4 separate regions of the Mus musculus genome follow, and regions 2, 3 and 4 are each linked to region 1. Evidence: chromatin contacts called from public HiChIP or PLAC-seq data. All regions are on one chromosome and are shown on one strand. Each heading gives the region's core, a stretch centred on a gene start, on an enhancer-like site or on the middle of the called end of the contact. The rest is flanking DNA. Distances are from core to core; before and after follow the strand shown.

Evidence for each region. HiChIP or PLAC-seq counts read pairs in DNA pulled down with a chosen protein or histone mark.
Region 2: a contact with region 1 is called in an H3K4me3 HiChIP or PLAC-seq map of the SCID.adh cell line, with 18 read pairs. The contact joins the enhancer-like site here to the promoter of Gramd4 in region 1. A contact is called at or near these places in 6 of 39 promoter capture datasets (the C10 cell line, the HPC-7 cell line, hematopoietic stem and progenitor cells and 2 more), 4 of 484 Hi-C or Micro-C datasets (CD4 T cells, natural killer cells and pre-B cells), 11 of 115 datasets of contacts at active chromatin or transcription factors (the 230-238 cell line, the SCID.adh cell line, T-cell acute lymphoblastic leukemia and 6 more) and 3 of 9 other capture datasets (adipose tissue, liver and pancreatic islet).
Region 3: an HNF4G HiChIP or PLAC-seq map of pancreatic cancer cells shows a contact between it and region 1. The contact joins the enhancer-like site here to the promoter of Gramd4 in region 1. A contact is called at or near these places in 3 of 39 promoter capture datasets (hematopoietic stem and progenitor cells, liver and pre-B cells), 1 of 15 datasets of contacts at CTCF or cohesin (CD8 T cells), 2 of 484 Hi-C or Micro-C datasets (bone marrow-derived macrophages and embryonic fibroblasts), 5 of 115 datasets of contacts at active chromatin or transcription factors (acute myeloid leukemia, double positive thymocytes, embryonic forebrain and 2 more) and 2 of 9 other capture datasets (adipose tissue and liver).
Region 4: a contact with region 1 is called in an H3K4me3 HiChIP or PLAC-seq map of the SCID.adh cell line, with 10 read pairs. The contact joins the enhancer-like site here to the promoter of Gramd4 in region 1. A contact is called at or near these places in 1 of 39 promoter capture datasets (pre-B cells), 2 of 15 datasets of contacts at CTCF or cohesin (CD8 T cells and the NIH/3T3 cell line), 2 of 484 Hi-C or Micro-C datasets (conventional dendritic cells and double positive thymocytes), 2 of 115 datasets of contacts at active chromatin or transcription factors (the SCID.adh cell line and pancreatic cancer cells) and 1 of 9 other capture datasets (embryonic tail).

Annotation. Positions count from the first base shown.
Region 1 is chr15:86,056,610-86,061,994 of GRCm38.p6, forward strand. It overlaps Gramd4 (GRAM domain containing 4), which reads left to right and starts at 2,153. Exons shown (of 19, transcript NM_001379572.1): 1 at 2,153-2,352. The coding sequence starts at 2,324. Gm41375 (a long non-coding RNA gene) reads right to left here and starts at 2,007. Exons shown (of 3, transcript XR_875536.2): 1 at 1,783-2,007; 2 at 121-232.
Region 2 is chr15:86,166,108-86,171,326 of GRCm38.p6, forward strand. All of the region lies in intron 1 of Cerk (ceramide kinase), which reads right to left. Among named protein-coding and RNA genes, the nearest start is that of Gm15569, 17 kb to the right of the region's middle. Within about 2 kb of position 3,849, at least 151 of the 459 cell types and tissues checked have an H3K27ac peak or open chromatin away from gene starts, as enhancers often do. A contact at or near this core is called in the HPC-7 cell line, the SCID.adh cell line, T-cell acute lymphoblastic leukemia and 6 more, where this site is marked.
Region 3 is chr15:85,932,738-85,937,500 of GRCm38.p6, forward strand. All of the region lies in intron 9 of Celsr1 (cadherin, EGF LAG seven-pass G-type receptor 1), which reads right to left. Among named protein-coding and RNA genes, the nearest start is that of Trmu, 56 kb to the left of the region's middle. Within about 2 kb of position 3,059, at least 73 of the 459 cell types and tissues checked have an H3K27ac peak or open chromatin away from gene starts, as enhancers often do. A contact at or near this core is called in pancreatic cancer cells, where this site is marked.
Region 4 is chr15:85,950,954-85,956,127 of GRCm38.p6, forward strand. All of the region lies in intron 5 of Celsr1 (cadherin, EGF LAG seven-pass G-type receptor 1), which reads right to left. Among named protein-coding and RNA genes, the nearest start is that of Trmu, 74 kb to the left of the region's middle. Within about 2 kb of position 3,253, at least 11 of the 459 cell types and tissues checked have an H3K27ac peak or open chromatin away from gene starts, as enhancers often do. A contact at or near this core is called in the SCID.adh cell line, where this site is marked.

The DNA.
Region 1 (5,385 bases), core at 903-3,402:
CTGGCTTCAGGATGTCCTGTGTGATAGTGAGGACCTGCCTGTCATGCCATCCTCATGAGTGCATGTCAGGGACTTACTTTTCTATTGCTTTGATGAGACATTATGACCAAGGTGACTTACAGACAAGTGTCTAATCTGGGACTCCCATGGGTTAGTCCGTTAACTATCACGGCAGGCAACATGGTAGCAGACAGGCAGGCATGGTGCTGGAGCGGTCGCTGGGAGCTTATACCTTGAGACACAGACATGAGGCAGGGAGAAAGTTAACCAGGAATATGGGTTTGTGGAACCTCAAGCACACCAGAAACACACCTCCTCTAGCAAGGCCACACCTTCTAATCCTTCCCAAACAATGTCACCATCTGGGGAACCAAGCATTCAAAATATGAGCCTATGGGGGCCATTTCTCATTCAAACCAACCCACCTTCCATCGAGAGCCTACTCTATAAAGCCAGCTCAGATCATAAAGCCTTTCTGAGGGCAGAGCCCTTCAAAGTAATCACGTGCCACATGGGTGTACTGGGGATTAAGCTTGCAATGCAGGGACTCTGGAGACACACTTTAACTTCAGCAGGGAGGGATCCCTACATGAATGCATCGAACCTCTCCTGGTAGAAGCTGCCCAGCTGAGTTCACAGGAGAAGGGTGGGGAATGACTCCCGAGAACTCTGGCTTCCTGGGAAGCTAGAAACATTTTCTAACTGGGCGACTGGTCAAGGGAGGCTTTGTGGAGCTGAAACTTTGGAGTTAGCTTGGAAGGTTGGGTAGGGCCAGAGTGGAGAGGCTCCCCCCTCCTCCGCGCCCCAGGGAGGATATGGTCTAGGCAATCCTGGAGGCAGGAAAGTAGCACTTGTGCTTGCAGGGGGCGGTGGGGGTGGGGCGACGACCAGAGTCCGGTTTTGCTGTAGGACAGAGAGGAAGCAGGGAAAGCCAGGGGTAGGAGGAACCAGCGAGATTGGTGTGGCATTGGGCTGGGATGCCGCACAAAGGTGACTCAGAGGAGGTTCCTGCCCAAAGTAGCTCTCATCTTGCCAAGACCAAGCCCTGCAGGCAGCTTAGCCTGGCATCTCACACTGCCAGCCAAGAGCCATTGGACAGACCTCATGTTGTGCTACACATGGGCATTGCTTCTCACTCTGCATTCAGAGAGAGAGAGAGCTCACCTACAGGAGCCTCTCTGGATGCCAGCCCCAGACCCTGGGACAAAGGCCTGTCTGGAAGGTAGGCAATGCTGGAGGACAAAAGGGGGCCTGAATCCTGCCCCCACCCACCCCACCCCCCAGAAAGCTTCAGAGTCCTTCAGCATTCCTCAAATCTCCTGGGGTGCTTGAGACATAATAAGGTGGGGGACAGTTCTGGATTGAGAGGGTTGGAGGTGAGGTCGTCAAAGCCCCGCAGTGCAAGCGGGTCATGTGGTCACAGGTCTAATGTGCTGTCTCCACTTGCTGATGCTGAGTTTGCTACAGTCACCCTCGTACCCTACAGTGGACCTCCTAGGTCAGACCCCATACGGTGCTGCAGGTCAGTCCTCCAACCAGGCTAGGGCCTGGGGTTCTGGAGGGTGTGGTCTTTTACCAGGTTCATTAGTTATCTTTCTGGGTCCTTGTCAACCCTGGTTTTTGAAAGGCGAGTCAAAACGGGGGAAGTGACTCCTGGAGGATCTCTTTTCCTTTAAGATAGTACTAGAGCTAAAGTAGGCTTCCTATCGCTACGGTGACATTTAAAGGTATGTGGCATTCCTGGTTAGGTACTGAGTGGGAGAGAAGGGAGGAGTTGCTCACTGCCCTCCAGGTGGAGGTTCCATGTCCTTTTCCCAGTGTGGAGCTGTGCTCTGAGTCCAGCCTGGCGGTGCCAGGACAAGTATTTCTACACCAAGCGCGGGTCTCCATTTGGCAGTAACCGTCAAGCCAGTTCGCCGGGAGAGAGGTGACAGTGGAGTGTATCCTTGTGCTCGGTTGTGCCCGTGGCTGCGACTGGCAGGCGGCCACGCGTGCGCGTGGGCACGCGCGGCGAGGACCCACGTGGGTCACCCAAACAAAGGCGGCGCCGCGTGATCGGGCGCGCGCGCGCGCACACACCGGGCAGGGAGGGCGGGGAGGCGAGGGGGCGGAGCGGGGCGGCGGCTTGCGCAGGCCCGGTCGGGGGGCGCGCAGACTCCGCGCAGCAGGACGTGAGCGCGCGACGCGGCGCCGCCTCCGCGCTCGTGGCCGGCACCCGCGGGGCCGCGTAGTCCCCGCTCCCCGGCGCCGCTGGGCTCCCGGGAGGGCGGCAGGTGCAGCGCGGCCGGGTGGCCGGCCAGGGGGGCGCCGCGGCGGCGGGTGGATGAGAGTTGGCCCCGATCATCCCGCAGGGTAAGCGGCGCGCACGCGGACTCCCACACGGACCTGGGCGACGCTGGCCACGCTCTGTCCTAGCTGCCGGGCCGCGACCCCGTGTGCCCACACTCTCACTCGGTGGCCCACAGCAGCGACCCTCCCTTCGGGGAGCAGCGCGGGCGCGCCCCCGCACACACGCTCCCGGGGCGCGCGTCACGGCCGCCCCTCGCGCGTACCACGGGCGCTGTGCGGGTCAGGGTCCTGGTGGGCGAGAGGCAGACGTCGATGGGACGCAGGGCCCAAACTATGATGTGGGGGAGTCATTAGATGGGTCACCATGCCTAGGCCGCTAGCGGGGGGGTCAGGATGAGGGCACAGCAAATGTCGTCCTACTGACCCACTCTCTTGGTGGTGGGGGAGGACTGAAAAGGAGGAGGGCTGTCCAGGCCGGTGTGGCCCAACAGATGACCCGGGGAAAAGTTGTGGACGCTTGCTCCCTTTCCACACCCTGCTCTCTGTTATATCTTTTCCTTTCATTTGGAATTAGCCTATGGGATTCTGGGGACAGTTGGCACCTGGGCTGGAGCTTAGGCCTATGTGTTTATACAACCGTTAAGGTGGGGTGCTGTGTGGCAGTCCCTAACCTAAGACTTCATCTGTCCAGAGCGGGACCAGCACCTCTGAAGGGTGGAGAGGGACTGACTAGTCTGGATGTTGGTTCCCCTGTGGCCTTCCTACCCGTGGCCAGGGTAAGAAGCAGGCTTCTAGGGCCAGAGGCAGAACCTTGTACTCTTTGGAACTTCCCATTTTCAGAGATAAGAGAGATTCAGTTTGGGGGGACCTTGTTCAGAGTGGGTTCCCTTCCTGCCTTGCCTTGTGTAGATTAGGGACAAAATTAAAGGTGCTGAGTCTTAACGCACTCCCCCCCCCAATCCTCAATTTCGCTGAACCCCAGCCAGGTAGGAGCTTGCTTTAGGGCCAGGTTCAGAAGGAGGGGTCATGGTCCAGGCTCTGTAGGGTTTGAAATAAAGGACAGTTGGAAGTTAGTTTATCTCGGATACCTGTTCTGTGAGATCGGGCAAGGCACTGTCACAAAACCAGCCCTGCCTCAGTTTCCTTATCAGTGGGTGACTAATGACAAGATAAGAGTTAACAAGATGGTGTGGGTTCCACGGCAGCCAGACACACTCTAGGTGAGGAGTCAGGCAAGGCCATCCACCCTGTGCCTCTCAGGTGGCTTAGTGGCCCTGCAGAGATCGGAAGAATCTTCTCTCATTCTGCCCAACCTGTTCCCAGGCCCATTTGGGGATACACAGCCCAGTCCAGTCAGAGTGCTTTATTTAGTATCCCTGACCCGTGCTAGGATGAAGCCACAATATAAAGATGCTCTCTGGGACACCCCAGCTGGGAGTCTCAGTCAACATGCCTGCTCCTCCCTCCTCCCCAAACTGCTTGTGGACTTGGAGCCCCCTGCCTTTGCTGTGGTACTGATTACTGAACTCCCAGGGGTACGGGCTAGGATATCTAGGAGGTTGGATACCCAGGATGGAATTCTTTGTGGACCATCATTTCCCTGCTTTCCTCTGCCATCCTGGCTGATGGTGGTGAACATGGCTGTCCCTGTTGGTTCCGGAGATGTCTGTCTGAGTCCATGCTAGAACTTATGTCCTATAAACTGCCCGAGATAGTCTCAGAGTTGAGGTCTGTTTCCACCCAGCCTGGGCACCTGTTTATCCTGTGCCTCCTCCCCAGGCAGGCAGAGAGGTTTTTGCAGAGGTGTATTCCTTAAGGGAAAACCAGTGGTCTCTCTCTCTCCAAACCTCCTGGTGCCCTCCATTATCGTGGCTCCCCCGGAGTGGCGCCAGCAGACAGCGCAGTCGTCGGTGCCAACAGCCGTGGCCTCCGCTGTCCTCATTCTCTCTGGGCTTCACCTTCACCTTCACCACCTAGAAAGAGGAGAGTCGGACCTGTTTCCTGAATCAACATTTCTGCCTCACAATAGCGAGTGCTCCACACAATGGAAACAGTGTCACCGGAGGCTCTGAGACTTGGCTGTGCTTGTACGGCATAGGAAGTTACAGCTGTTTAGAAATAGCAACTCCAGCCATGCCACATCTGGACAGAATTCATGTCTGGAGAACCAAAGGCTTAGTATTCTGCTGTGGGATCCTTGTTGGCTAATGTGCTTTGTGGTGTCCCTTCCTTCTCTGGGGACACATGGGAGCCCTATCCAGTTCCTCATGCACTGGTAGGGCTTCTCTCTAGAAGCCGGATCTACTGAGCCTTTACAGGGTTGGGGTGCTCATGATGGGGCAAGGACTGTGTTTGGGGGCCGTCCTCTTTGGGGAGCTGGGTAGGTAGGTTCTCCTTCTAAGCAGCCCTGGCCCCTCTGCTCTGGTGTTTGGCTTTCTTGGTATATCATAATGGCAGCACTTTAGTGTGTGTGGCGGTAATTGTCTGTCAGTGGAGATGCAGTGACTGGCTTGTGTGGTTGGGCCACCTTTTCTGAGCTTCTGCATTCTTCCCTGCTAGGTGGACTGCGAGGGTGCGGCTGGCCCTCTGGCAGTGCGGGGCAAGGCGGCAGCCCGCTTGTGTAGGTAGGTGGCTGTTGGGACAGTTGCTGTGGTGTGTCAAGAGTGGAGAAACAGCAATCCTGAATCTAGAGAGATAAGATGGGAGCCTTGCAAAGTGAGTCACAGGTGAATGCCGTGAGGCAGATCCTCTCTCCCCGGCCTCAGGTGGCCATTTCCAGGGAGGCCTCCACCCCAGGGCCGTTTGACCATAAACAGGGTCTCTGGAAGGTTTGGAATGTGAGCTCTGTGAGCTGACTGGGGACTTTTTGGTACCATTCATAGTGGCCTTGGGGCTGCATTCTCCTTGGCTTTTCCCTGGTGGCTTCCAGCTTTTCTTCATTCTAGACAGAACTAGAAAATAGTGGTTAGAGAAGGGGCGAAAGTCCTTAGCCAGGTGTGGGCCAGCATTAGGGAGGAGGCCTAGCCCAGCCCAGGTGGGTGGGCCCAGGGCAGCTGTACCAGGTCAGAGCCTGTGGCTGATGGAGAAATGCCGAAT
Region 2 (5,219 bases), core at 2,599-5,098, 110 kb after region 1:
GGCGTGAAATCCTGGGATCTGCAGGGTGGAAGGGGGAAACCAGCTTCTCCTGGTTGTCCTCTAACTTCCCCGAACACACCCTGGCACGCACCCTCTCCCAACAAATAAACAGCAATCTTTTTTTCTTTTTCTTTTTCTTTTCTTTTTTTTAAAGAAGGAAGGAAAGCAGGCAGGAAGGTTGGAGGTCATGCCACTCAGAACAAGAGGCAGCTTGGTGTCATCGGAGGGCAGACTCGAGCTGTGACCCTTACATGGTCTGTCTGTTCAGCTATTTAAGCCACAAGTGCTGATTGCTGAGTCAGCTATTGTACTATGTGAGGCGTGTTCTGGACGTGTTCTCTGTTCTGAGGCCTAAAGTGGCTCAGAAATCCAAGAGGGATAGAAGACACATAATAAAGGATGCCAGGGCCACCAAAGTATGTGAGAATCTGGGTCCAGTCTGTGGAGAAGTGTTCCAGGGAAGCTGGGCTCTGATTGGATGCAAGAAGATGGGACGACTTGGGCCCAGAATAGCGTGTTTTCTCAACCTGTTGATCAATACTTCTTTGGGTCATGTCTCAGACATTGGATATTACATTTCTTTATATATTTATTTATTTATTTTTGGTTTTTCAAGACAGGGTTTCTCTGTGGAGCCCTGGCTGTCCTGGAACTCACTCTGTAGACCAGGCTGGCCTCAAACTCAGAAATCGGCCTGCCTCTGCCTCCCGAGTGCTGGGATTAAAGGCGTGTGCCACCACTGCTCGGCTTACATTACAATTCTTAACAGTAGCAACATTACAGTTATGAAATAGCAATGGAAGAATTTTATGATGGGGGTGGGGGGCACCACAACGTGAGGCACTGTATTAAAGGGCTGTAGCACTAGGAAGGTTGAGAACCACTGGCCTAGAGAATCACAGCTCCAGGCAATCTTTTGGTTTGATTCTGTTGCTTTGAGTTAAGTACAGTCTTTCTAGATATCCCAGATTAGCCATGGACTCTCAATCCTCCTGCCTCAGCCTCTTGAGTGCATATGGGTGTACCCCGTCATGCCTGGTGACTAAAAATCTCTAACCCAGTAGCTCAGAGAGAGGCAGACTGGTCTAAACTTGCTTGACGCATGCTGTAATTACTTAACTTGGATCAAAAGAAAGTTCTAGGCTGGGCACGCAGCCTTGGGAAATAACAGGTTCCGACAGAAGCTGTGGGCTGAGGCTATGCCGGTCAGGGGGAGCAGAGGCAATTACAGACACAGCATCCTCTTTGAACACAGGCTGGACTCCCAATGCTTCTTTATGAATCACCTTGTATTTTTGTACAGATGAACATTGCTACCTGCTGGCTTCCTAGGTTGGCTCTCAACCCTGCAGTCTAGCTAAAAAAATCCTGCGTCTCTGCCAGCACCCAAATTAGCAGGCCATGCTGTGGTGGCACCTGTGATCCCTTTGTGGTAGTATTTTTCCCCAAGTTGGTGCCATTGAAATTGGGTCATCAGAACCTGGAAGGTTCGATCTGAGCCATGAAAGGATTGTAGTCATGCCCCCAGAATCCCCAGAGGCACATACACTGGGAGGGGCTGAACTGAGCAGGATCAAGCCCATTGCCTTGTGGACCCTGTGCCCACCCTGGGTCTGGGGCCACCCTCAGCATTCCACAGGTGGCTGCCTCCTGGGATTCCCATTTTTATACCATTGTGCCTCCGAAATTCAGTTTTTAGCTGCTTCTAATTCTCCCTTCCCTAGTCTTCCCCTTCCCTCACCCCACACAGCTCCTCGTTACTCCTGCGAGGATGTTACTCAGGACAGGCCCTGTGACAGACATCTGGACACCTTCTACATAGCAAGTAGCTTGCCACCAGCAGCCAATTCTCCGACATGGCCCCTCCCTTCTCCTGCAACTTACCCATCTTCCCCATTTCTGGGGATGTTGACCTGGCCCTCATGGAGCCGCCTCCAAATCCTGCCCTGCTTGTGACCCTGCACCCACTCCCTGTACCCACCCGACCTCTGACTGCCTCCTTCCTGCAACACCAGGAGGTGACAGAGGCACATCTCTGTGCTGTTATGGCTCACCTGCCAAGCTCACATCAGGTCCTCAGAACAAACCTGAGGCAGTGACCCTCTGATAAAGCCCCCTGTGCTTTGAGTCTAGGACCACTGAGGGCAGACTTCAAGCATTTCCCAGTGCCTCTTATTCATAACTGTGACTGTCCCTAAGAATCAGGTGACAGAAGTCACAGCTGCTAAGCACAGTCGTGGAGTGAGATAAGCATCTGATGTTCAGAAGACTAAGAGGCAACCGTGTTACATCACAAAATAACTAAAGTGTGCTAGTGACGGTTGGACAACTCTCTTAAAAGTGTGCCCACGAATCATGCTTCATCTTACATATTCAGAGGGAGTCTCAGACCAAGAAAGGAGAGAACAGTGTCCTAATGTCCCTGATGTCACATGCTCTGCTGGCCAGACCCCAAAGGCCATGCTGCACCAGGGACCCCACACAGCCACGCAGCCCACAGTACATTCCACAGCTGCCGTTGCACACAAGCCACACCACGGCTCATGTGACACTGGCATTGTCCCTTGGTGGGAACAAAAGCTCTAAAACCAGCACTGTTTAGATCCCCACAAGCATAACCGGATGGGTGAATTGGGAGGCGGAAAAACATTGAACTAGGGTAAGTCACATGAGCTGTCAGGAGGGACTCAGGCCTGGCGTGGGGGGGGGGAGGGGCTGGGGAGATCTTGTGATTGAGCTAGTGGTTCCGGAGAGAACAACAGTAGGAAGAGGGTAGGCCAAGAAGCAGTGAGGGACAAGGAGTCAGGGATGCAAGGAGAGAGGGGCTCTATGATGGGAATGTCATGTAGGGTGTAGGAGATTGTAGCATCTCCCTGCTAGGGACTGGGCGGGGCTAAGGGAAGGGAAGGAATGAGGATCTGTGGACAAAGAAGAACGGCTCGATAAAAATGACCTATCAGAAACCTGAGCTATCATCAGTGGCGCTGTGCTTCCAACAGGCCCCCCATCCCTGCACAGCACCTCTACATCTTCTACACCCCCACCTCTACATCCAATGCCTTGTGCCAGGAAACTGAGACTGTCAGTCACAGGGGTCAGTGGCGAGAACTGTGTGACTCAGAGGTATTGAAGGAGCTGGCATCTGGACCTCTTGGGGTGGAATGCCCCTCAAACAAGTTCTCTGATATGCAGTCTAGACCGTACGGGGAGATGCCCACACACCAGGATGGCCACATGGACACTTGATGACATCAACCACAGCAACTGAGAACAGGAGGGGGACCCTGGCAAACAGCTGGCCAGGCAGGAATTCTGGGCCCTTTCTTTTCCTATAGAATGCTATATTTCTCTGGTACACGTCCTCATACACTACCAGCAAGGTTAGAAGGTTCACAGAGACCCGGGATGAGAAGTGCAGTTTTTCCCAGACCAGGCAGGCCCCGAGCCTGTGTGATGAGGACACTGGCAACAGGCTGCCCTTCAGGGAACTTTCTGCTTTGAAGGGAAAGAAATAAGAAAGCCAGGGCTAGGCATAGCTCATCTGGTCCAAGAACGGTATGCTGTCTTGCTGTGCCCTGTGCTGTCTAGGCTGCAGCTGGGATGTGCCAAGAGCAGCCAACTTTCTCATGCTTCTACACTCAGCTTGCCAGGCAGCCTCGGCCATGAGTGGTGGATGTTACCCTAGGCTCTTGTAGATCCTGTTCCTGATCACAGAAAAGCAGTGGCTGACAGTCATTAGGCACGTCCCCTTCCCTTTAATAAAATAATGGCTGGCTATGACTCAGAGTCAAATGTCCTGGATCGCTACAAAGGATATTAACTTCCTTTTCCAGGACCTCACAGTCAGACTGCGGGTCAGCCTTAGGGCAGGAGCAGTGAGTGTCCAAGACACAAAAGATGACAGATGCTGTGGCCCACAGCCCAAAAGGACCAAGCCCACACCCGCATTGTGCAGTCTCTACCTGTCCCCTCACAGGGACCACAGTACCATTCACTGTGCCAGTCACACACCTGATGTGGGGACACAGAGTGCTGCTCCTGGTGCCCCCACCATTCTGAGAGGTGGCCCTGTTTATGGTGTTGCTGTCCTGAGTACACCAAAGTGGGGCCCCAACCTGTTGTGGGTACAGAGGCCAGTTCACTCTAACCTCCAGTGCCCCCAACACTGTGTAGGACGAGGTAAGCACTCATAGGTGTCCTTGCCCACTCCATTTGGGACTCTGGATGCGTCCCCATCAGCCTGTTGCACAAGGACCTAGCCAATCGTGGGTCCAACCCTGGACTCCTTACTACCAGCAAACTAGTCATCTCCTCAGGCCCCGAGAAGACAGTCTTCTTCACTCGGCTTGTGATTTGTTTTGCAATCCATGCCATTGCTTTGCTGGGCTGACGAGAAGCTAGAATGATGATGGTTTTTCAAATCATTCTACATACTTGTCCAGAGGGCCTAGTTGGAGGAGTGAGGTCCACCTCGAAGTGCCACCTTCTTGCCGGTGGCACGAGCACTGAGAAGTCACTCTCTCCTTCAAGCCAGAGCGAGTTTCTGCCCCCCCCCAGAGAAATCTACCCTTTTCCTTCAGAATCCAGAGGTTAGAGTAACCCCTGCCCCCTCCTACCTTCCTGGTACAGGCCAAGTGAACTTTGGTAGTGCCTCCCAGGGACCCCTTCCAGACACCCTTGCCTCATGAGTCACCCCACCTCCACCCCCATCATTCCAGCTTCTCGTCAGCCCAGCAAAGCAATGGCATGGATTGCAAAACAAATCACAAGCCGAGTGAGGAAGACTGTCTTCTCGGGGCCTGAGGAGATGACTAGTAGGTAAAATGCTTGCTGAACAAGCATAGGGGCTCAGGTTCGATCCCCAGCACCTACTTGGAAAGTCAGTTACAGTTCGTGTGGGGCTTGTTTGTGATCCAGGGGTTTGGGGGTGGGTGGGTAGAGACAGGACACCCCAGAGGTTCATTGGCCAGACATTCTAGTCCCAGGTCTGAAAAAGAGAGCCTGCCTCAAAAAGCAAATTGAGGTTGGGGAGGGGAAGTTAAGTGTGGGAGAAGGGGCTGGAGAGATGGCTCAGTGATTAAGAGCTCTGGGTCTAATTTCCAGCAACCACATGGCAGCTCATGGCTATCTGTAACTCCAGTTCCAGGAGATCTGACTCCCTTTCCTGGCCTGTGCAGGCACCAGGAACACATGGTACATATCCATACATGCCGTCAAAA
Region 3 (4,763 bases), core at 1,809-4,308, 120 kb before region 1:
TAGCAAGTTTTGGGCCAGCCTGGGCTACCACAGTGAGACTACCCCAAAAGAGAAAGGAAAAACAAACCAAAAACAAACCAAAAAAGTAAAAAACAAAACAAAACAAACAAACAAAACAAAGAAAGACAGAGATTTGGCTGGGGACATATCTCGGTGGTAAATTACTTGCCTGGCAGTATAAGGCCCCAGCTTTAGCAACACATACACACACACACACACACACACACACACACACACACACAAAGGGGTTGGGAATTAAATACAATACCAGTTTGTGAAGACCTAATCTTGTTTAACAACATACATGTAAATCTAGAGTATTGCACTTAGCCTATAACAGAATTTTAAATGAATGCAGTTAAGGCCAGGCACCATGGTGCATGCTTTTAGTCCCAGCACTCAGAGACAGAGGCAGATCTTCATAAGTTTGAGGCCAGCCTGGTCTAAACAGTGAATTCCAGGCAAGCCAAGATGAAACAAAACAAAACAAAACAAAACAATCAATCAAACAAACAAAAATCAAACCAAACCAAAATCGAAAACAACAAGAAAAAAAAAAAATAAAGAAGAAAGGAAGGAGAGAAATGAATGCAGCCAGGGCTGATAAGATGGCTCAGGAGGGAAAGGGGCTTGCTGCCAAGCCCAATGACCTGACTTAGAATCCTGGGATGCACAGGATGGAAAGAGAGAACTGACCCCCACAAGCTGTCCTCTGGGTCACACATACACACATATAGTTAAATGAATAGATACATAAATGTAAATTTTTAAATGAGTGCAGCTGGGACAATGCCTAGGTATTTCTTTAACTTGACAGGATATTGGGTGAGTTGGACCATCCTCCTCCTGTGAGGTGGGACATCTGTGTGAAGCTCTAAGTGACACTGCAAGAGTTGCAGGGACAAAGGCCAAGGGGAAGGAACTCTGGTTTCCCCCAGGGCTACCATCTGGTTCTGAAGACTCAAACTTCAGCAATTGCTGAAGAGTGTCCTGCAGGCCCATGGGATAAGGACCACAATCCCAATCCCAGCAAGGCTGGATGGGCCAGCATCTTCAAGCAAGGCTGGATGGGCCAGCATCTTCAAGGCTTTGCGCTGGGACAACAAAAGGCTATGATTCTTGTAGTAAACAAGAATCAGCAGATCTTGGAGGAACAGATGCATGGCTTTGACTCTCTCAAGTCTGTGACTACACCTTTAATCCCAGCTCACAGGAGGCAGAGGCAGGTGGGTCTCTGAGTTTAAGACCAGCCTGGTAGAAAATGTGAGTTCCAGGACAGCTAGGGCTACACTGAGAAGCTGTCTCAAAAAAAAAACAAACAAAACAAAACAAACAAACAAAAAAAAAAACAAAAAGGATGGACAGAAACCCTATAGGAAGAAGCGCTGGTACAACTATATCAGCAGACAGAGCAACTTTAAGGCAAGCACCATCACCAGAAAGGGCACATGATGACCATAGCCAGTTAGCCAGAAAAGAAAGGAAGCTGATTGTCGAAGTTCAGAATCAAATTGCCACCATGGCAAACAGCAAATATGACAATGGCATAGGGTTTTTAGAGGCTTTTGGTTTTTTGGTTTTCTGGTTTGTTTTGGTTTGTTTGTGTGTGTGTGTGTGTGTGTGTGTGTGTGTGTGTGTGTGTGTGTGTGTGTTTGTTTTTGAGACAGGGTCTACACAGCCCAGACTGGCTTCCAACTTCCTAAGTAAGCCCAGGGTGGCCTTGAGTTTCAAATCCTTCAGTTTCTACTTCCTAAAATCTGGGATTACATTCCACCTGATTTATGCAATGTTTAGTGTGTAGCCCAGGGCCTTGTATGCACAAGGCAGGCAATCTACCCACTGAGCTACACCACCAGCCCCTGACACGGTCTGGGCCTGTGTCACCACAATCAGTGCCACGGTCTCAACACATGTGGCTCTCCTTGCTTAACGACAGCAGAGAACACATTCTTTTCAAGTCCACACAGAATATTGACGAAGGCTGGTTGGATCCAGGCTTTAAAGCAAGTCTCGACACATTTCCAAGGGCTTAAACTCAGGGGGCCCAAGTTGTGTGGCCTCTAACCATTAGAAACAATATCAAAGGTTTCAATACAAAGTGTCTCATGCTGGTTAACTCAAGGTACTCCACAGGCCTCAGGAGAAACCCTGACAGAAAGGACTAATGTCAATACCGATGCATCTTGACTTTGGTCTCCGCCACTAGCTGATTTTGGAAGGTAATTTTCACCATTTTACATATTGCTTCCTTTGCCTCACACAAGTTTCCTGGGCTATTCTCTCTCACTGGCCTTGCTGGCAAACCCCTCAAAAAAAAGAGATCAACAAGGAAGTTGAAAATGGCATGTGTCTGCAACAAAAGGAGAGGCTGTGAATAAACCCCAGGACAGGGACAGGAGCAGCCACCCATCGTGTACTTCTACTCGATTCAAGACAGATGTCAACAACAGTATGGTTATTCTGCTCGATGATATAGCTGGATCTGGGCTGCCTGACAGCAATTAGCTAACTTGTCCAGGCTTTGGCCTGACACGGGATGGGGACATTCAAACTGCTGCATCACAGCACTCTCTTGGCAGTCAGGACACCACAAGCTGAACATGTCACACAAACCCTACCCCCACCCCCAATTCCTGTTAGAGCAGCCTCTGCGAACCATAACAAGGTGGCCCCTTGGGTTGCTCATGAGGTCTACAGGACCCCTTAAAGCCCTCCTTGGTGTATCCAGTCTTTAATTCTGTGGCTACCAGAGTTAGTCAGGGCTAACCTTGCTGAACAGAGCCTTTTTCCCTCCAGGTACACTAATGACAGCTTGTAGGCGCCCGTCATCACCTGAATGAAAACGGCCAATTTAATATGTTCCGACAGAGCAACACCCACAGAGAAATAGCATCCCCAGGCAGGGCGGTGCTTCCAAGTTCAGGCCAAAGTGAGCTTCTGGCCAGCCGGGAACCTTGTGAAATTACAGCTAATGAGGAAAGAATTTGCCATGCACACCAACAACCCCCAACCTCTGGGGCTGTGACCTCAGGTAAGTGGGCAGGCACAGGCTAGAGGCTGGCTTCTGTCTGGGCTGATGGCCCCACCCTCCAGCCAATGCAAACAAATCTATCCAAGGGCCCTGTGACCTCTGGCAGCGAGCTGGAAGAAGGGAGGGCTCTGGGCATCCCTGACTCCTCCCACTCTCTGAGCTCTGCTGAGGGGTTCTCTGGCTGACTCAGGATCCATGGGGCCTAGGTTACACGAGCCTCTAGCTTCAATTTGCCTCACGTGAAATGGGAGCTTGGTACAGACACTCCTTAGGGTCCACCTCTCCTCTGACTATCTCCGACTCCACTCCAGCTGCCTGACTGGGATGAAGAACAAGAATCCAGGGCCCAGGAAGTAGAAGAAACAAGCTATGGCTTTATGAGGACATGGGGACAGCAGGGGCCATGGGAATTCCAGGAGCCACTACCCTTAAAGCTTGGGTCAGACCTCATTCCTCGGGAAGGGAAGAGACAGATATCCAGTAGAGGCTGTGCTGAAGGGGAGGAGGGAGAAGGAGACAGAGGATGACCTATGGGGAAGGAAGTCTACGGGCACCAGGGCTTGTTACATGCACTCACATACATACGGACACACAGAGAGATGCATGCACTCATGCATAAACATACATACACATGAGCACACAAACACAAACATACATACACATATGGGCACGCATGCACTCACAGACATATACACAAACGTGCACACAAACATAAATACACGGTCACGAACACATGCAAACACAGACACGTGCATAAAGACATGCCCAGTTATACACACAGATGCACGCGCACACATGCTCAGACACATTCACATACGTAGGCAGACACGAGCACACAGAGAGACATAGGCACACATGCATGTGCTTACATATACAATCTTTGGAAAAGCCTGAAAGAAAGAAAGACATACTTAGTTACTAGTTCCTCCAGATTTGAGCCCAAATCCTTGCTAGGGCATGATTCCTCTAAGTGACCATTGACAGTGACCTCTGGGCCTCCTGACTACTGCGAGTGTTAACTCCAAGGAAAGCCAAAACTGGAGAATTCTGACCCTGCCCAGGAATTATGGGCCATGGTTTATACAAGAAAATCTGTCTGGTCAGTGCCAATGTCAGAGATACAAGGGCAGAGTTGGGGGCTCAGTGGGACCTCCTGGTCAAGTACGGATTCCCAGACAGAGGGCTCATCCGGAACCTCGGAACCTCGGAGCCTTGGATAAGGGCTCTCTCTACTGTACAGACAGTGGAGGGCTGGAAAGTGAGGGTAGCTCAGTGAGACAGCCCTGGGTGATCCCCACAAAGGAGTAGCATCCCTTGCTACCTCTGGCTCCAACGACCTAGCAGAAACCATCTGTCATGTAAGAGATATGCGAACGTGTGAATGCGGTGCATTAAAACCACTTCCAGAAATGTCCGGGTACTCTGACCTAAAGTTCCAAACAAGCCGAATGGTTAGAGGTAAATATAAAGAAAACACACACGTGGCATGAAGTGACGGGGTCCTCAAGATCCCTCGAGGCAGGGACCCGGGGTATGGCAGCATGTAGGTTTAATATGGGGGTGAGAACTTGCACTTTGCACTGATGGAAGCTCACGCCCCAAATCTGCTGCAGCCCTTTGCCTTCGCCCTGAAAGGCTGTGAATCAAGCCAGGAAAAAAAAAACAAAAAAAAACCAAAAAAACAAAAACAAAAACAAAAACCAGCCAAATTCCAGGCAGGCAGACCAGAGCT
Region 4 (5,174 bases), core at 2,003-4,502, 100 kb before region 1:
AGAACAAGATCCCTACCCAGAGGTCAGTCCAAGGTCACCTGAGCACAGGTATCCCCCCCCCCCAACCCCAGTCGGGGGTGGGGCTTGGTGCTGAGAAGAGGGGTACCTTTGTGCTAGAGCCCCCTCTTCTCATAAAAGGGACTCTGGATTTTGTACCAGAAACACTCGGCCTGAATAGACAAGAACACACACGGTAATCTTTCCTCGGCAGATTTATGCAGACAAGGAAAACATGGCAACCCATACTGACATTAATCACGTTAGTCTGATTTATTACCATTTGAAAGCAATATTTTGCCAGCCCTTTAGATATTTTTTAATGGGTATGGGTGTTTTGCCTGCGCGTGTGTGTACACCACTCAACGTGCAGTGTCGGGAAGAACAGGATGACGAATACCCAGGAACTGGAGTTACAGATGCTTGTGAGCGGCCACGTGCATGCTGGGAACCAAGCTCATGTCAGCCAGCGCTCTGAACACCCGAGTCATCTATCTCCAACCCCCAATAGTTTGCAGTTCCTGTACAATTTGCGCTCACTCTCTCGCTCCCCCCTCTCTCTGTCTCTCTCTCTCCTTTAACCAAGATCACACCTGTAAAGTATCGTCACTATCTTCTCACAGCTGACACAGTTTCTTGATCACACGTTTACTCCCTAATTATAGGGTATTGGGAAGCAGACCCCGCTATGCACAAGCTGTGAAAAGGAAGACTGATTTTGTCCATGTTTTGGAGGGAAAATGCAAGAAAACCAGACTAAGCCAGGCATGGTAGTGCACGCCTTTAATCTCAGCACTTGGGAGGCAGAGGCAGGCGGATTTCTGAGTTCAAGGCCAGCCTGGTCTACAGAGTGAGTTCCAGGACAGCCAGGACTATACAGAAAAACCCTCGAAAAACCAAAAAAAAAAAAAAAAAGAAAAAGAAAACCAGACTAGATACTGTAACTTGCTACTGAGGTCTTGGATTGGTCGGCTTGACTTACGGGGCTATTAGGGACTTGATGGAAAAAATTTAAAACTGCTATCCACGATGATGATAATGATGCTGATGCTGATATGGAGAAGGAGGAGGAAGAAGAAGAAGGAGGAGGAAGAAGAGGAGGAAGAGGAGGAGGAGGAGGATCACCATTCGGATCATTCCTAGAACAAGAAGGGTCCAAGCACCTAAGAGCCAACCTGATCTGAGAGGAACTTCACAAGCCCTGTCAGCTGCAGGAGGCCAGTATGACAGCCAAGACAGTGATGTCCCTGTGCTAGAGGCAGAAGGCCCAGAAGGGGGCAATCCTTTGAAGATATTTAGTAATGACTCGAGACATTTGAATCTTCACTAGGGCATGGGTCCTGTGACATCTTGTTAGTAATGGCCAGGAACACAGAATGAGCCTCTTCCCTACTAAGGTCATCGTCAACCCCAAATGCCAGATGTGCCAGAGTGAGAAGCCCAACAACTGGCCCCTCTCGCCTCCTAATCCCTTCAAGAAAACTTCCCCTACAGACTCACCCTGACTTCAGACGCCATTTTCTCCCCACATCCTGAGGGTACCCCACAGGAGAGTCCACACTACCCCATGAGTCCGAGATGACCACATAAAGCTCACTTCCCAATGAGCTGGGGGCTGTCTGAGGAACTGAGGTAGGCACAGCCAAATACATGTGGTACCCTTGGTTTCCTGACCAAGGCAGTGAGGAGGGTCCCAACTAAGAGGGTCCTCACGTGGAGAGCGGATGGAGTCCTGAGTGTTGTGTATTATCTGACTTGGGCATGGCCACCTCAAGAACTTCAACGCTCAGTCTCATGGGAGTGGCAAAGCCTTCCCTGGGTGAGCTTCAGAAAAAAGCCTTCCTCTGGGAATGTTAACAGTGTGTATAGAAAGCATCAACCGGGGCTAGTGAGATGGCTCAGTGGGTAAGAGCCGACTGCTCTTCCGAAGGTCCTGAGTTCAAATCCCAGCAACCACTCGGTGGCTCACAATGTAATGAGATCTGACACCCTCTTCTGGTGTGTCTGAAGTCAGCTACAGTGAACTCATGTATAATAATAAATAAATCTTTGGGCCGGAGTGAGCAGGGACTGAGCCAGCGGAGCCAACCATTGACTGCAGTGAGCAAGGCCGACCAGAGTGAGCAGAGGTCCTAAAAATTCAATTCCCAACAACCACATGAAGGCTCACAACCATCTGTACAGCTACAATGTACTCACATACATAAAATAAATTAATTAATAAATCGGATGGCTACAGCCTGAGACTGCTTCCTTATAGACACCTATTGAGATTAGTAAACCTGCTTCCCTGTTTAGCTGTAAACCTTAAATCTGTCTCCATTCAGTGCACGGTGTGCATGTCTTTATTACCAGCACTGGGGGAGGCAGAGTCAGGTGGATCCTACCAGTTTGGGGCCAGCCTGTTCTACATAGTGAGTTCCAGGATAGCCAGGGCTACATAATAGAGAAACTCTGTCTCAAAACACCAATACATACATACATGCACACATGCATGCACACACAACACACACACACACACACACACACACACACACACGTTCCAAGTCACAGCCCACCTGACCTTAGCTTTTCTGACATGTGTGTTAGCTCTAGTCAGGTCGATCCCTTGAGACATCCAAGAGGGTGGGACTTGTGGTGTCCCTGTGTCCCCAGACCCCACTTGGGCTCCTTAAGCAAAGCAAGGTGTAGCCAAAATCCCTCAGGAAGCAAAAGAGGAACTCAAGATTACCACTGTCCAGTAGTCGGTTCCCTCCCCTCTAGACCACGCACGCCTCTTTTGGAAGCAGCCAGATGCCTCTGTGTTGGGGGTGTGGGTAATAATGTTCTCTTAACACCACACACACTCCTGGGTGCTGAAAGGTGACTTAAAAGAAACAAAGCATTGAAACCCGAGTTTCAAGTGCAAAGAAATGAGTTAAAATGCGTTTACTGACATCAGCCATCCTATGCCCTAGGTGGACACGCCTAGCCGTTTATTTTTTTTAAGATTTACTTTATGTATGTGAGTACACTGTTGCTGTCTTCAGACACACCAGAAGAGGGCAAGGGATCCCATTACAGATGGTTGTGAGCCACCATATAATTGCTGGGAATTGAACTCAGGACCTCGGGAAGAGCAGTCAGTGCTCTTAACCGCTGAGCCATCTCTCCAGCCTGCTTAACCTATTTTTACAAAAGCCCGGGGCAAGGGGGTGGGGAAGAGAATCAACAGGGAGGCCACAACCACAAATCTCCACTCAGCCAAACCTCCCTGGTGCTTCCAGAGAAGGGCTGGGTGAAACCCAAGAGGCAGGAACAGTGGCTTTCTCTAACAGGCCCTTGCTGGAGCCACCACCAACTCCAGTGGGCTCCTGTTTCCCTGGAGGCTGACTTAACCAACAGGTGTTCTCACTGAAAATGTCACTAAGTAGGAAGAAAGAGCAAACCGCCTTCACCTGCCCTCACTGGGAAGGTCTGCAGAGGGTTCCCTGAGGCCACAGACACTGTCCTCCTCAGGGCCTGACCACAGTGTGACCTCCAGGATGGACAGTCACACAGCTCCACCATCACCTGCCCTAGGCCAGCAGGCCTCCCTGCTGCCCCACACTGGCCTGCCCGTCGTCCCTCCTTCCCTGGATCATCCTGTTTGTGCGTTTCACCTGTTTCCCCAGGGGACCCGGACGAGAAGCCAACCTGGCAGCTCTGAAGTCCCCCCACAGGCCAGCAGAGCACAAGGTTCCCACAAAGGGCACTGTGGTCTCTGGGCAGAGGCATGTTGGCAGGCTGACCTGGCAATGCCCAGGATCGAATCTAAGCATGGCAAAGATGTGCCTGAAGGAAGCCAGCATTCCTAAAGAGCGGGGCAGATGTGACAGTTGCAGCCAGCAGTCAACTCCACACCCTTACTGCAGAGTCGGAGAGATGCACAAGTCTCCAGGAGCAGTGCGCTCGGGACCGGCACAGCTAGCTGCTGCTGGACCCCACTCAACTTAAGGCCACCATCAGGATGCGGCTTGAGTCCCTTCAAGTGTGGCTTACTCTCCTTCATCACCTTGAACCTCTCCTCAGGCAACCTTCTCAGCCATCTTCGGTAGCCTGAGGTCATTCCACATTTTATTGCCAGAGGACTCGGAACAGAGACGGCCACAAATGAGGATGACAATGACAATTCCCACACAGAGACCCAACAGAGTGACTCGCCCTGAAAGTGTCACTTTCGGAGTCTCTTTCCATCTTTACAGACTGGAGTCAAGTGAGAGTTTTGGTTTCTTTAAAAAAAAAAAAAACAACCCAGGGCTGGAGAGATGGCTCAGCAATTAAGAGCTCCAACTGTTCTTCTAAATCCTAGCAACCATGTGGTGGCTCACAATCGTCTGTAATGAGATCTCATGCCCTTTTCTGGGGTGTCTGAAGACAGCTACAGTGTACTTACATATAATAAATAAATAAATATTTTTTTAAAAAGTCACATCGTGTGAATATGTTTTTCTGTCTAATCCCGGGTGTGGGATAGGGGCTGCTTCAGTTTGTCCACAGCCGTTACCTCTGATGGTCTTGTTCCTGCTCTAAGGGAGTGTGATTTTTGCCAGCTGCAGATAGTTTAATTCTGGGGACGCTGGAGAGGGAATAAATGTCAGAGCCTTGAGAGGAGTGGGGGGAGGGGGCTTTGAAGGAGGAGGCTGCTGCCCTGGTTGCTGTTGTTATGGCTCGACCAGAGGAAGTTGGAGATACTCTGATGTGGAAGATTGGACTTGCCCCTAGGAACTGGACGACCCTAATCAGCAGGAAGTAGCCAATAGAGGTCTACACCGGCTTTCCACTCTAGCCTTCTTTATCTCCTACCTAGTATTGGGGGCTAGAAGAAATTAGGATGAAATGGGGTTGCAAGGGAGGTAGAAGTATAAGAACCCAATAAAATAATAAAATGAATACGCCCACACTGGAGTACTGTGACCTCAGGCTGCTGCCCGGACTCAGGCCTGAAATTGTTCCCAGCCTGACAGGTCTTCCCAGGCCCAAAGCGTGTCTGTCCCTGCAACCTGGATTGGTAGAGGCAGAGGCAGACAGAAACATCAGGGCCGTACTGTAATCTCTGCTAATATCCCCCTGTTGTGTGGCCTACTTAACCCCCACATGGAGGTTAAAGGCCATAAGGGAGACTGGTTGGTTTCTTCCCTAAAATACCCACCCTCTGG